Linked DNA regions of Arachis hypogaea: region 1 is linked to region 2. Evidence: chromatin contacts called from public Hi-C data. All regions are on one chromosome and are shown on one strand. Each heading gives the region's core, a stretch centred on a gene start, on an enhancer-like site or on the middle of the called end of the contact. The rest is flanking DNA. Distances are from core to core; before and after follow the strand shown. Region 1 holds the start of LOC112802594. Region 2 holds the start of LOC112802588 (polynucleotide 5'-hydroxyl-kinase NOL9).

Evidence for each region. Hi-C and Micro-C count contacts between places; a contact is called where the count stands out from the background.
Region 1: a Hi-C map of an unstated tissue shows a contact between it and region 2, with 3 times the contacts expected there. The contact joins the promoter of LOC112802594 here to the promoter of LOC112802588 in region 2. A contact is called at or near these places in 2 of 8 Hi-C or Micro-C datasets (leaf and an unstated tissue).

The regions. Positions count from the first base shown.
Region 1 is chr5:108,018,109-108,024,886 of arahy.Tifrunner.gnm2.J5K5, forward strand. LOC112802594 reads left to right here and starts at 3,820. Exons shown (of 2, transcript XM_025845861.3): 1 at 3,820-4,835; 2 at 4,917-5,744. The coding sequence starts at 4,631. The coding sequence ends at 5,359. It overlaps LOC112802593 (hydroxyproline O-galactosyltransferase GALT6), which reads left to right. Exons shown (of 7, transcript XM_025845860.3): 1 at 1-829; 2 at 1,635-1,867; 3 at 1,949-2,239; 4 at 2,356-2,484; 5 at 2,572-2,745; 6 at 2,968-3,075; 7 at 3,164-3,724. The coding sequence ends at 3,373.
Region 2 is chr5:107,879,793-107,886,699 of arahy.Tifrunner.gnm2.J5K5, forward strand. LOC112802588 (polynucleotide 5'-hydroxyl-kinase NOL9) reads left to right here and starts at 2,820. Exons shown (of 9, transcript XM_025845854.3): 1 at 2,820-3,412; 2 at 4,761-5,070; 3 at 5,408-5,441; 4 at 5,692-5,861; 5 at 6,001-6,184; 6 at 6,315-6,495; 7 at 6,790-6,889. The coding sequence starts at 4,788. It overlaps LOC140184758 (a long non-coding RNA gene), which reads right to left and starts at 2,797. Exons shown (of 2, transcript XR_011882391.1): 1 at 2,049-2,797; 2 at 1,504-1,932.

The DNA of each region.
Region 1 (6,778 bases), core at 2,570-5,069, 140 kb after region 2:
AAGCGAAGGTTCGAAACGCTGTCGTCTCTAACCCGAAAGAGATCCATTCAGTTCCTGGCCGGAGCCGCCTTCCTCTACCTCCTCCTGGTAACCTTTGAAGTTCCCTTAGTCTTCCGCTCCCTCACGCTCCAAGACTTCTCCACCGCCACCACGCGCTCCAGTTCCACCACCACCAGACTCCTCAGCCAACAAGACCTCCAACACCACCAAGCTCCAAACCGCCCCTTCAAAACCGTCTCACACAACAACCTCTCTCCGAGTCAAACTCACTCCCAACCCGGTTTCCTCTCAGGCCTCACCCTCGACCCGAATACATTTGAATCGACCCGCAAGGACGGCTCCGCCGACCTCTACAAGCTAGCCGACAACGCCCGGGAAGTGGGCCTGCGCCTCTGGACCGAGCTTCAGAACCCGGACGTTCCAAAGCCCAAGCCCGCCAAGCCGGAAAACCGGTCCGGCACGTGTCCCAGCTCGGTTTCTGTGTCCGGTTCGGAATTCTCAGGCGTGGTGTCGCTGCCGTGCGGGCTGACGTTGGGATCGCACGTGACGGTTGTCGGGAGGGCGAAGGCGGCGAGGCCGGAGTTCGAGTCGACGATATCGAGGGTGAGGGAGGACGACGAACCGACGCTGGTGTCGCAGTTCGTGGTGGAGCTGCAGGGACTGAAAACCGTTGAAGGTGAGGAGCCTCCGAGAATCTTTCACTTCAATCCTAGGTTGAAGGGAGATTGGAGCGGGAGGCCTGTGATCGAGATGAACACTTGTTACCGAATGCAGTGGGGCGCTTCTCTTAGGTGTGACGGTTGGAAATCCAAGGCTGATGATGATACTGGTATGTATGTGTATGTTGTAGTATAGTAGATCACTAGAGAGGACTTGTTTGAATTTGTTACTATTATCTTGATATATACCACTGCCAGGGTATCCATCATTTCGGAACAAAAGTGACTTTTTCCTTCCCTTTTCACATGATAAAAAATTTCTACTCAATTATTAAGCAAATTTAAGTATTGCGTACTAGGTTGCAGATTGTTTTTCTGTTTGAGAAATAAAGAAGCTCAATTTGTATGCATAATTAAAAGAAAGCTGATTTTTTTTTTCCTGGCTTATGAAAACCGATACGTTTAAATTTCTGCTTATTTCTTTAAAGGAAAAAAAACATTGTTTAAGTTCATAAATTGTAAGTGATTGCGTTAAAAAGAAAGGAAAGGGAACAGTTAAGTTAGAACAATAATTAATTTTTTTTTATTGGTGCAATAATCTAGATGAAATGATTTTTTGAATGGAAAAAAAAAGTGAGGATATGTGGTTGGTTTGTTATGGTTTGTGTCTTCTTCCCTCTTGGTTTTGAGAGAGAAGTATAATGCAAAATGGAAACTGATTTCACTTAATTTGAAGGATTTGATAATATCTTATGGGACAGATCTTGTTAGTTTGTTCTATGAATGAATTACTAGGAGAATGCTACAGTAATACAGAAGAGTGTATAGTTTAATAGGATGACACCCTTTCGTTTAGCTAAGAATATATTCAATTTTATGGTTGTCTGTGATTCTTTTAAACCAGTTGTGGATTGAATTGTCTCATTTGAAAGATGTGTCATATTTTGAATATGACACTGCTTCTGTTCGAAACAGTTGATAGGCTGGTGAAGTGTGAGAAGTGGATTCGGGATGACGAAGGTCGCACAGAGGAGTCTAAGGCAACATGGTGGTTGAATAGACTCATTGGCCGCACAAAGAAAGTAACAGTTGACTGGCCGTTCCCATTCTCTGAGGACAAGCTGTTTGTTCTTACCCTTAATGCTGGATTGGAGGGTTATCATGTTACTGTCGATGGGAGGCATGTGGCCTCTTTTCCCTATCGCACTGTGAGTTAACTAATATGAACTTGTTAGGCGGAACCTTATGGATTTGCATATTTTCTTAAATTTGCTTTCTAATTTTCCCAGGGATTCACTCTTGAGGATGCCACTGGGCTTGCATTGGGAGGAGACATTGATGTCCACTCTGTATTTGCTGCTTCTTTGCCCTCAACACATCCTAGTTTTGCGACACAGAGGCAACTTGAATTTTCAACCAGGTGGCGAGCCCCACCACTTCCAGACTCTGGAGTGGAACTGTTTATTGGTGTACTCTCAGCTGGAAACCATTTTGCTGAGCGAATGGCTACAAGGAGGTCATGGATGCAGCATACGCTTATCAAATCATCGAAAGTGGTTTCTCGTTTCTTTGTCGCACTGGTAATGATGATAAATTGACAAGCTATTATTTATTTATTGTTAAAAATGATTGTAGTTATAATTTCATTTCCAATGTCTAGTTGGGGGTTCTTAACATATGATTGAAACTTTTGCAGAATCCAAGAAAAGAAATCAATAGAGAGTTGAAGAAAGAAGCAGAATTTTTCGGTGACATTGTTATAGTGCCTTACCTGGATAACTATGACCTTGTCGTCTTGAAAACAGTAGCCATATGTGAATACGGGGTGAGTTGTTGATTGACTAAAAGTTTTGAGTTTGAAATAGGAAGAATGTTTTGCTGACAATGAAATCTTCTTTACAATTGTTCATAGGTTCACACAGTTTCAGCTAAGTATGTCATGAAGGGTGATGATGACACGTTTGTAAGAGTGGATTCTGTTATCGACCAAGCGAGGAAGTTTTCAGATGAATCAAGCTTTTATATTGGAAACATAAATTACTACCACAAGCCATTACGCCATGGTAAATGGGCAGTAGCATATGAGGTAATCAGAATTCATCACAATGCTTTAGTGTTTAGAATCATGGAGGAGGCATGTCCTGAAATAATTTGCGAAATTACTTGTTAGGTGAACTAAAGAATTTCAGTGTATGATTTTTAAATGAATTTCGTATGGTTTGGACTAAGTTCCATGTTCATATTTGTTGCTATATTAGAAACTTATTGAATTTCTTTTCTTTCCTTTTTGGGTACCTTTTTCTTTCAGGAATGGCCAGAAGAGGATTATCCACCCTATGCTAATGGGCCAGGTTATATTTTGTCTTCTGACATCGCTCAGTACATTGTTTCTGAGTTTGAGGCGCATAAATTAAGGGTTAGTAAGATTAATTAATGCTTCATATTTTTATCCTCATATTCGTTTGAAGTTTTTCACTGAATGCCTTTATGGTCTCTTGGTGCAGTTGTTTAAGATGGAAGACGTGAGTATGGGGATGTGGGTAGAGCAATTTAACAAGACAAAACGAGTGGAATACTCGCATAGCTTAAAGTTCTGCCAATTCGGCTGCATAGAAGACTATTACACGGCTCATTACCAATCGCCAAGGCAAATGATGTGCTTGTGGGATAAATTGCAAAGAGAGGGAAAGCCTCAATGTTGCAATATGCGATGACACAAAAAAGGTACTAAGTTGCTACACACTTTGGATTTGGATTTGGATTCAGGAGGAGAGGGACAGAGGAAAACAAGTTTTGCAGTGAAGTCCTAGCATCAAATATTGTATATAACTGTGGAGCTTGGTATTAGATGAATGGCGATCTGTGTAAATTGGCGTTTTTGAATATCTATTTTTTATTTATTATTTATTGGTTATTTCAATCATTGTTACTGATTATTCTTACTCCCTCATTTTTTGAGGGACATTCTTTTGGCACGGGATTGGAAGGTGAAGTAGAAAGTTGGACGGGAAGTTGTTAGATACGCAAATTTTGTCAAATAATTCGAACGTAGCATTCAAATGTCATTCATTATGTCATTCATTTAGTCATTACGTAGATGTAACGTAAGAGACAGCTGCATTAGACTGGTTCGACAATTTCATGTTCATTTTTCGTTGACGGAAATTTCAGGTTCAGTTTCAGCTAAAAGATTTTTTGGTTGGAAATGGACTTTTTTGATGTATATATAAGTGAGTCGATGTTGCAGATATAATAGGTGATACACGCCGATGTGCTGATGTAGCATGCATGTACCTTGATGGACACATGTCAAAATCAGAAGTAAGACGCATCATGCGTGTTGTCCACATGACGACTATCCAATCCAAGTAACATGTACCATGCGTGTTGGACACGTGTCAGACATGTAAGCAACACGTATCCTATGTGTTGTACATGTGTCAAATGTTGGTTGGATGATATTGTAACATGTAATTTATAAGTTGAGTCATCTGTCTATAAAAACTGAAACTCGTTATCTTTTTACTTTATTGTGAGAGGTGTTTTCCTACATTGTTGTTGTGATGGAGGGCACTATAAATATAGTGGTCTATTACAACAGTGAGGTTATAAAAAATACATATGAGGAAATGAATTTTGTGTGTGAGGATACATTTTTGTTTGTGGTTCCGTGTGCAATAATGTTCGCAGAACTATAATATGTGTTCTATCAGAGCATAGAGAGTGATATTTTAAAGAGAGTGAGCAACATTTTCTACAAGAGTTCGGTTGTTGTATTTGGTGGCTTGATACAGTTTGAGATTATACTGACCGTTAATGAAATAAATATTCGGTGAATGTTTTATATTCACCAGCAAATTCAGGTGCAACACTCATGGATTGAGTTGTATATTAAATTTAAATATATAGTTGTGGATAAGATTCAACATGACCCAGATGTACAAGAGAACAGAGCTTAAGCGTACAAAGGAATGAGCAATGATAGTGACGAGGAGTTCGAACCTACGTACGAAGCTGGTGACCAGGACGAGGACGACAACGGGGGAAGTAAGGCAGTCGCAGAAACTTTAGTGGTTTCACCTGCAGTCAATCAATTGACGAACGTTTCACCTTTTATGCGTAGTTTGGATCTTGACGCCATACATGCACCGGAGTTCCCTGAATATGCGAACATAGGTACGTGAGGAGTGGGTAGTATGTTTCTTTAGTTTTGTTTTGACAGATCGATGAGTGACAATTTATTTATTTTTTTTATAGGTGTTGTTGATCTTAAAGACGGAGAGTTCAGGATAGGAATGGAATACAGTTCTAGAAAATCGGTCATTGCGGCAATTCAGAGTTACACTATCTCTAGAAGAGTCGATTACGTCATTTATGAATTTGAGCCACAGACGATCTATGCAAAATGCAAGACTTATGGACGTGGATGCGATTTGCTTATCCGAGTAAGCTTGATACAGAAGAAATCTTGTTGGGAGATTCGGAGATACAACAGGAGGCACATGTGTTTCATGGAAACGATCTCACAATATCACTCCAAGTTGGACTCGGATACGATTGCTGAGGCTATGAAATTATTGGTTGAATCCGACCCATTTATAAAGGAAAATCTAACTCACCATTTTCCTCCAACTTCAATCACTCATAACTTTTTCACAGCTCCGATTGACGAGCTGTTTGTGACCACGCGTTTGTCTTGAAACCCTTTTCAATTATATTTAAATAGTTTGGTGAGTACTCAAAATTCCAGTTCTAGTTTCCCATTCAAAGATAATTTCGTGTTGGAGTTTGGGTATTGAGGGTTTTTGGTGATTTTGATGTTATAGGAGTTCTCTAACTTGTGTTGTTGGTTGTTTTCATCACCAGTTTTAGTGGGTAAAAAAAAAAGGATCTATTTTTTTCTTAGCTCATCAATTTATGTAAACTATAGTTTTTGATATTGTGCCAAATTATATGATTTGGTGTTAGTTTGAGTATTTGGGAGCTTAGCTTGGTGAAATTATAGAACTTGGACTTGGACATTGGTGTGAACCAACTTGAGGTTAGGAAAGTTTGGAAAGGAAAGATTGAAAGTTTGGAATTTGCGACATTAAGGTATGTGTTTAAGTTTTGGATAAGTACCATGTAATATGACAAGAAATTCTAGGCTAGTGGACCTAGGATATCGTTGAATTGTTGTGGTTGGTTGTTTGGTTTAGTGGAATTGTGATATATATTGGTTGATGACTGAGTTTGAATGAGATTGAATAAATATTGTGAATTGATTGTCTATTGAGGCGTTGATATAAAAATTGGGTCAGAGGCTGTGATTGGGTAAGGAATCCTCTAGGAAGTTGTAATATCTTTATTAAAAGAAAATTAAATAAATAATAATTAAATATGGTTCGACGGAAGTGGAAAACATTTAGAATCATAATTTAGAAATTTAAATGTGATATTTGGATTCGGAGGATTTTTCTGAGTAAAAAAATGTACTTTTCTGCAAAAAAATGTGTAAGGACGCGTATTGGAAATTTAACCAGTAGTACCGACTTAGACTGTTCGATACTGTGAGTGATGAAAAAATTAATATGAGTCAGAAAGATTAAGAAAGTAGAATTTACAATTTGGAGAAATGAAAATAATTCAAATTCAAATTAAAACACTAATCTTAAGGGTTTTGGCTCAAAGTTGGGCTAACGGGCTAAACCAAGTGAACCGGATCCAAGTGGGCCCAAGCCCACACTATATAAACCCCATTTTAGTACAACACAAGCACATTTTCTCCCTTTAGAAGAGAAAGACACGGATTTGAGGAAGAGAGAAAGGAAGAACACCAAAAACCCAAGCTTCACAAAACTTCAAGTATCATAACTTTTGATTCGGAGCTCCGATTGACAGGTCGCTTGTGGCCACGCGTCGCTTTCCTCATTCTCTTCGATTCTATCTAGGTATTGTTGTGAGTACATTGAAGCTCTTTGCCTAGTTTTTTTCCTTTCAATTCATGTTTTGGTTTGGGTTTTGAGAAAATCTTGTGATTTTGGTTATTTAGGGATGCTCTATTATGAGCTATTGGTGAGTTCCATTACAATTTTTTAGTAGGTAAGGTAAGAAATCACTAAATTCTTGTAATTTATCAA
Region 2 (6,907 bases), core at 1,570-4,069:
TCATGGAGATTCGACTATATTTTTATGTTGGTTGTCGAAGACCTAACACAACCCTCCTCCTTTATCCGGGTTTGGGACCGGTTATGTATCGCAAGTGTAATATGCTTAATGAAAATTGGAAAATCAAGTCTAACATAAAAATAAATAGAGAATTAGAGATATACAGGATCTAAGGTGATGAATTGAACATCAAGGGAGCTATCATAGAGAATTTTAAAATTCGTCTAAAAAGATTGTGGATTGGTTGTACACTTGTACGTGATATCTGCTTAGCTAAACTATGATACTTTAAGCTGTGGAGTGAAAGATTGATAATGAATCTTTGATAGAAATAGAATATAACATGCTCATCTATAAAGTTTATTTTTAGTGAAGTTTTTCTTCTTGATAAATTCATTTACAACTGGCTGAGACTATATAACTGAATTTTGTAGTGTGTAAAAACTTTCATGCACATCACCCTCCCTTAGTTAACTTTTTTTTTTTGATTGAATAAAACGAAAATGAAGGTTGGAGAAGCAATAAAACAGTACAAATGAAAATTTTTAATTATATATATCTATAGAGAGAGAGTTTCAAGGTTTAAGAATTTAATCATTAATGCATGGTTATATTCCTTTTGACTTGTAATGATCAACAGCAGTAGAACGTGGTGATCACTATGAAGCTAAAATTATATTGTGCTTTAGTCATTGATTAATTATTTCTAACACTATGGATGCTAAATTGTGTACAGTTGAAGTTAATGGTGCAAGGACCTCTAGAAGGACATAGAGCAAATGCTGAGACCCAAGAAACTTTCTATGTTAAAACCACTAATAACATTTAAGATCTATCCTTATATGAAAGTCATGCAACAAACACTATAAAAAAATTCAACAACAATACAACAAATAGAACATTACCTAACGATGCCAAATCACAAAGTAAAAAGGTAGAACGGGTGGTGCAGGATGAACCAGGCGTATAGTTGTTATTTGTTGTCGGTAGGTAAACTTAACTCCTTTCAATTTATTCTGATTAAATTCACCTTGAACGAAAACAACAATAGATATAGTTTAGTTTCTATCATGTCAAACACTGCTAGTTGATTAAATTATAATGTATTTACGCTAAATTCTTCTCGGTCCAATTTTAATAAAAAATTTTCCATAGTAAAAGATTGTTTATGTAGGGAGAAGAAGGATATAATATATTAGCTACAATGCAATATTAATTCAAACCAAGATAAAATGCATGCAATATTAAGCATAGAAAGAAGAATAGAATTATGTAGCGGAGTTAACATAAACATGGAAGATACAAAGTTTCATTTGAAAGCAACAAAGCGAAAATGGGTAGTGAAAAAAAATTTTGACCTAATTTTACAAGACAAAAGACCCAAATATCGAAAATTGAAACTCACTACCTCGAAGAGTGATGAATATAGTAGATATAGTTTAAGGAATTGAACAAAAAAATTAACAGAAACATAATAGAGTGGATACAAACCTATACAGTAGCTGCAGAAAGATCTTCTTTTACCTTAGTTGCTAAATTATTTTAAAATTACAGAAGTCAGGACATCAAAAACCAAAGAAAAAACGAACAATTCATGCTGCATCACTTAGAAATATCACTTGCTCTTATTGGATGCAAAATTAAAGATAAGAAGAAATCAGGTTAAGACCTTTTGGGGAAGGGCAATTAGAATCCTGGCAACAATATTACGGTTTTGGATTTTTTGCATCAACGGTGAATTTTCTGCATCAACGGAAAAAGACGCCTCGCAACAACAATAACAACCTTTACATGATCAAATAGTAAAGGACACACACAACTCATCATCGCAAATAATTACAAATCTTTCATTGGAAAAAGAAAAAAGAAATACCCTTAAGTGGGAGCACGTTTCTTGAGAGTGATTTAGTGCTGCTGCTTGCTATGAAGACACTGTTTAAATAAACAAAAATACTATTAAAAAAATAAAAAGAAGTATGAGTAGGAATATTAAAATCTTATACTTTTATTTTTTCATAGAACTTGTTGGGCAGTCTGTTGTAAAATACCTATAAATGCTTATAGTTGTAGCAACTTCTGTCGGCACAAACGCCGTCGAACTTGTCTCTGCATCCGTTTCTTTCCTGGTTGCAATTCTTGACCCATTCTACTATGGCTGTAGCATGCACGATAGTGGACCCATGCTGCCTTAGGCTCCTCCACCATCATAGCTGCCGTCGCCACCGCATCTACCTTCGTAATATCTAATCTCTACCACCATCGCTGTTGTCTTTTTTACCACGGCGACTTTTTTAAAGATTGAAGCTATTAGATACAGTGACATCAATTGTCTTGAAACTCTATAATTTCCATTTTTAAATTGGATTAGGAAAAAAAACTGAAGAAAAAAAGAAATAGAAAAATAGTATGAGAATAGAGAAATAAATTGAAGAGAAGGAAGAGGAACTAAAAATGATGAAAAAGAAAAAAGAAAAATAAAAAGTGAGAATAGAGAGAAAACGTAAATGATTATAATAAATCTTTTTTCAATTTTAATTTTGAATTCAAAATTTTAAATTTTAAATTTCATGCTCAATTGTTGTATTTGTGACAAGTAACAACAATGACACGAGATGAGAGAGATGAACTCGATGTAAGAAGAAGAAATTGTTGATAATGAATCTAGAGCATGCTATGTTAGATTTCTACTGGGAATAAATCTTCTTTTAAAGGATAGTTATAGGATAATGGATATAGGATTAGGACCGGACTTGCATCAAAATCGGTGAGAATCGATTTGACCCGTATATATTACTAGATTTCCTGGAAACTGGGGAACTAGTCAGTTTTTGAAATTCGGACCGGTCTATTTTTAAGAAAAAAAAAAAAAACCTTCCAATACTACGTCGTTTTAGTTTAAAAAAAAAAAACAAAACCCTAATTTCCCAACGGCAACCCAAGGCCCCAACCATCCCCAACCTAAAGTCCTAAAGTCTCAGCTCACTCTCTCATCACAGATTCACTCACTCTCACCTCTCTACCTCACTCACCGCAGTTCCGAACGTTCACCGCCGAACACAACGGCAGCCAACGGAGGACGTCACTCGTCACTCCCCTCGCTTGCTCCTCTGCGTCGTCTCGGCGCCGCGGTGTCTGCTCGCCTCTGCCTTCTTCGTCTTTGTTGTCCTGGCCGCCTTGGCTCCGTCATTCCTCGCCTGCCTCCGCCTCGTGCCTCTTCTGCCTCTGCTTCCTCCGTCGTCATCGTGTTGGCTCCTCTGCTGGCTCTGCTCTGCTCTGCTCTGCTCCTCTTCGAAGCTCTGCTCTCTCTCTCGCCGGTGGCCTGCTCTGCAACGGGGCAACACTGCAGCGGCCTCAAGTTGGAAAACCGTCCCTGATTCTGTTTCTGACTTTCTGCTTCTGCACTGTAGTGTAGGTGAGTCTGGTTTTTAGTTATTCTTATTAATTTTTTTATACTGGATTTTTGCTATTTTAATGTATTGATGGTAATTGTATTAGTATGTAAAACTGATTGATATAATTTGTAATAGGTTTAGATGAATTGTATTTGTATGTAAAACTAATTGATTTAGTTTGTTGTTCTCTTTGTTCTTTTTCCTTTCTTGAGGCTTGTATACTAAAGTTGGAGAAACAGATAATAGAGCAAAAGACATTTTCATTAACACTACAAAATTTGTTTCCTAGCTTGATAATCAAATGGTGAAGATTCAATAAAAAGGTCTTCTTCTGGTGTTGTGTAGCACTGTTTAATTTCCTCGGTGGATTAATCACTTTGCAATGGTTTGATTTGGAGCTCAGTGGTAATAAATAAGAGTTTGTTTTTAAAAGAGAGAAAATGGGAAGGTTCTAGCAGTTTTAAGTTTCAACATGGAATTTTCATTTGAGTTGAAGTTTTCTTGTTATATTTGTCTTGGTTTTCATTCAGGAAGGGTCTTCCATGTTCTGTTCTTTGGCCCTTTTGTTTTCCTTTTCATCTTTAAAACAAAGATGCTAAAAAGTGCAAAACAAGAGAGTGACTGTATGGAAAACTAGAAACAAGAAAATATTCAACAATGAATCTGTGAATGTACAGGCGATGAAAAGGTTGATTTCATTTTATAAGGAGTCATGGAAACGAGGCACGAAAGACAGGATAATTGATCATTGAAGCTGTTTTGTTTCGTGCCAGTAGCTAGTGGATTTTTTTGTGTTAGGAGTGATTACTAGTTACTTTGTTTTGTGTTGATTGATCTGCGTTTTGTATTCTTGCTTTGGTTGTATCTTTTCGTCCTGTTGCTGCTGGTTGTTGTAGTTGTTTTGCTCCTCACCACCCTCTTTGGATTTATGGATGTGACTTAGGCTTTTCTAGGGGAATGTTCATCTCCACAAAAAAATATTGGAATGCTGCTATATTAGTTTATTTTCTAATGGAATATTTCCTGTAAAACAAAAAAGTCATAATTTCAGCCTTCATATTAATATATTATAACTTTAATATTCAAGATTTCTCTTTTTCTTGATTAATCTCTGGACATTTGATTATTTAAGTGACACCGGGTTAACTGGTTCAACCAATGACCTAGTAGTCTGACTGGTTCGGTTATGATAACTATGGTAGTTTGTCCTTTTAATCTTTCAGTGATATTTTTGTTGGTGCCTAAATCTTGAGGAAATTTTTGGTGGTTTACTGGTTTACCCAATTTTCTCAAACATTATTTTTCCAAGATTGATATTTTTAGTACCGTATCCCAATGGACATAGTCTAAACTTGGCAGTGTGAACAGTTTCATCCACACTCCAGAAACTTGAAGATGAGATCAAATGAGAGCCCTTTGACGGAGATATACATACCAGGAGAATGGTCGGATGCGGTGGAGTTTATCGTGTCAAAGTGGAGCCCTCCTCCTATTGTTTTGATTTGCGGTGCCAAGAATTGTGGGAAGACAACATTTTCCCGCCATCTCATGAATGTGATGTTGCAGAATGGCATGTGTTCCTACGCCAAGGTTGCTTACCTTGACACCGATGTCGGCCAGCCTGAGTTCACTCCTCCTGGTTTTCTCTCTCTCACCATTGTTGACAAAGTCACTTCAGGTATGATCAAAGATATTTCCTCATCCGTCCTTCCATTTTTATTATTATTATAATATTATTGAGTTACTGAGGTTACACAAAGTAACATTTGGCTGAAAGTTATCTATGGAAGAATAAAAAACCAAAAGTACATGAAGGATCATGTTTTTGCTAATAAAAATACCTATATTTTGAATACATTGTCAAATGAATCAAGCGTATAGTGGCAAATTTCTCTCTTTTTCATGGATAGTTTTGTCAGCCACAATCTTTGATTGTTCCTGCGTAATTTAATTGTTATTAGTATTGATTCATAATAGCTTATGTCTTGCTCTTCTTTTCCTACCTGTTATTTTAGATTTGACAACTCCATGCCTGAAAACACCGGAGAGGTACGAAGTGTTTTATTTTCTTTATCTTAATATTTTGGGAACTTAATATCTCTTTTTTGTTTTGTAGTTTTGTTTTATTTATTTGTTTGTTTTGCATGTTGTAATGTTTCTTTGGATTTGAAAAATTCAAATATTTGACCAAGATGCTCCTTGTCATACATGTTCTTCATGTATTAGTTATTCTTGCCTTTGGTTGATATGAAGCAATTAATTGGACTTCTTGACTTACTACCTGCCATTTATTTTGTAGGTGCCTTTATTTTGGTGATGTGTCTTCTAAAAGAGATCCATCAACATACTTAAATTATGTATTTTCCATATTTGATTACTACCGGAGGGAGTATTACATGTTTGATGAAGAAGACAATTCTCCTGGGACTCTGGTGCCTCTTATCGTGAACACTCCTGGCTGGGTGAAAGGTAAACCCGTTTAATTTTAAGTTATTAATCTGACTTTTTCTTAGGGCTGCATAATCTGACTTTTTCTTAGGGCTGCATACCTGTTAGAATAATATTTTTGTGACACTTAGTTGGGTTTTGCATTTATCTTGAATTCCAGGCATTGGTTATGACATATTGGTGGATATGCTGAAACATATTTGCCCCACACAAGTTGTTAAGATAGGCATATCCTCCACAAATAAGAATTTGCCTGCTGGAGAATTCTGGTTAGATAGGGAACATGATGGAACAATTGACTTAATCGAGATAAAGTCAGCTCGGCAAGACTCATTCAATAGATCGTAAGTCTCAGTCTGATTAGAAATTTATTGATTGTTTTCGATGCTGATGCTGCTAGTTTGGCCTTTTATTTTGATCTCTTAGTCTCTTATGCATCAAGTTTGATAGTATATCCTGTGTTTGTTTCCACAGGGTGCTTGTTCAAAAGGATGCACATCTCTTGCGTGATTTACGAATAATGGCTTATTTTAGACAGTGCTTCCCTGGTGATTCAGATATTTCTACTATCAAAGAACTTGCAAATTCCTTGGCCTCTCACTGCCCTTATGAAGTTCCCATTGCAAGCATAAAGATTCGACATCTTCATTGTGAGGTTGGATCCAGTTTGATTCCTTGTATGTTCTAATTCTAATTTAGGTTCATGGTTTCTTGCAATAGGAATGTTGCTGCCTTTTGACTTGAATGTTCATGGGTTGTAGTTTCACTAACAACCTCTTTGCTCTCAAGATAAGGCTGTTTTCATCCAACATTTCCTAAACCTGACAATGGCAGGGTCTCATTACTAGCCAGCCACCATTCTTGTGTTCTGAACTTTCTTCTGTGTATTTGATTCATTTCATTTCCAGACCCAAAGGCTGTTTCTTATTGTTTTACTATTTTTTTGCAGGTCCGAAGCTCTGAAATATTCTACAGTTTGAATGCTAGTATTGTTGGCTTAGCAGTTGATTCTGAAGAACCTGAAGGTTTACCTTGGTGTCTTGGTCTTGGTAGGTTATTTTAGACTT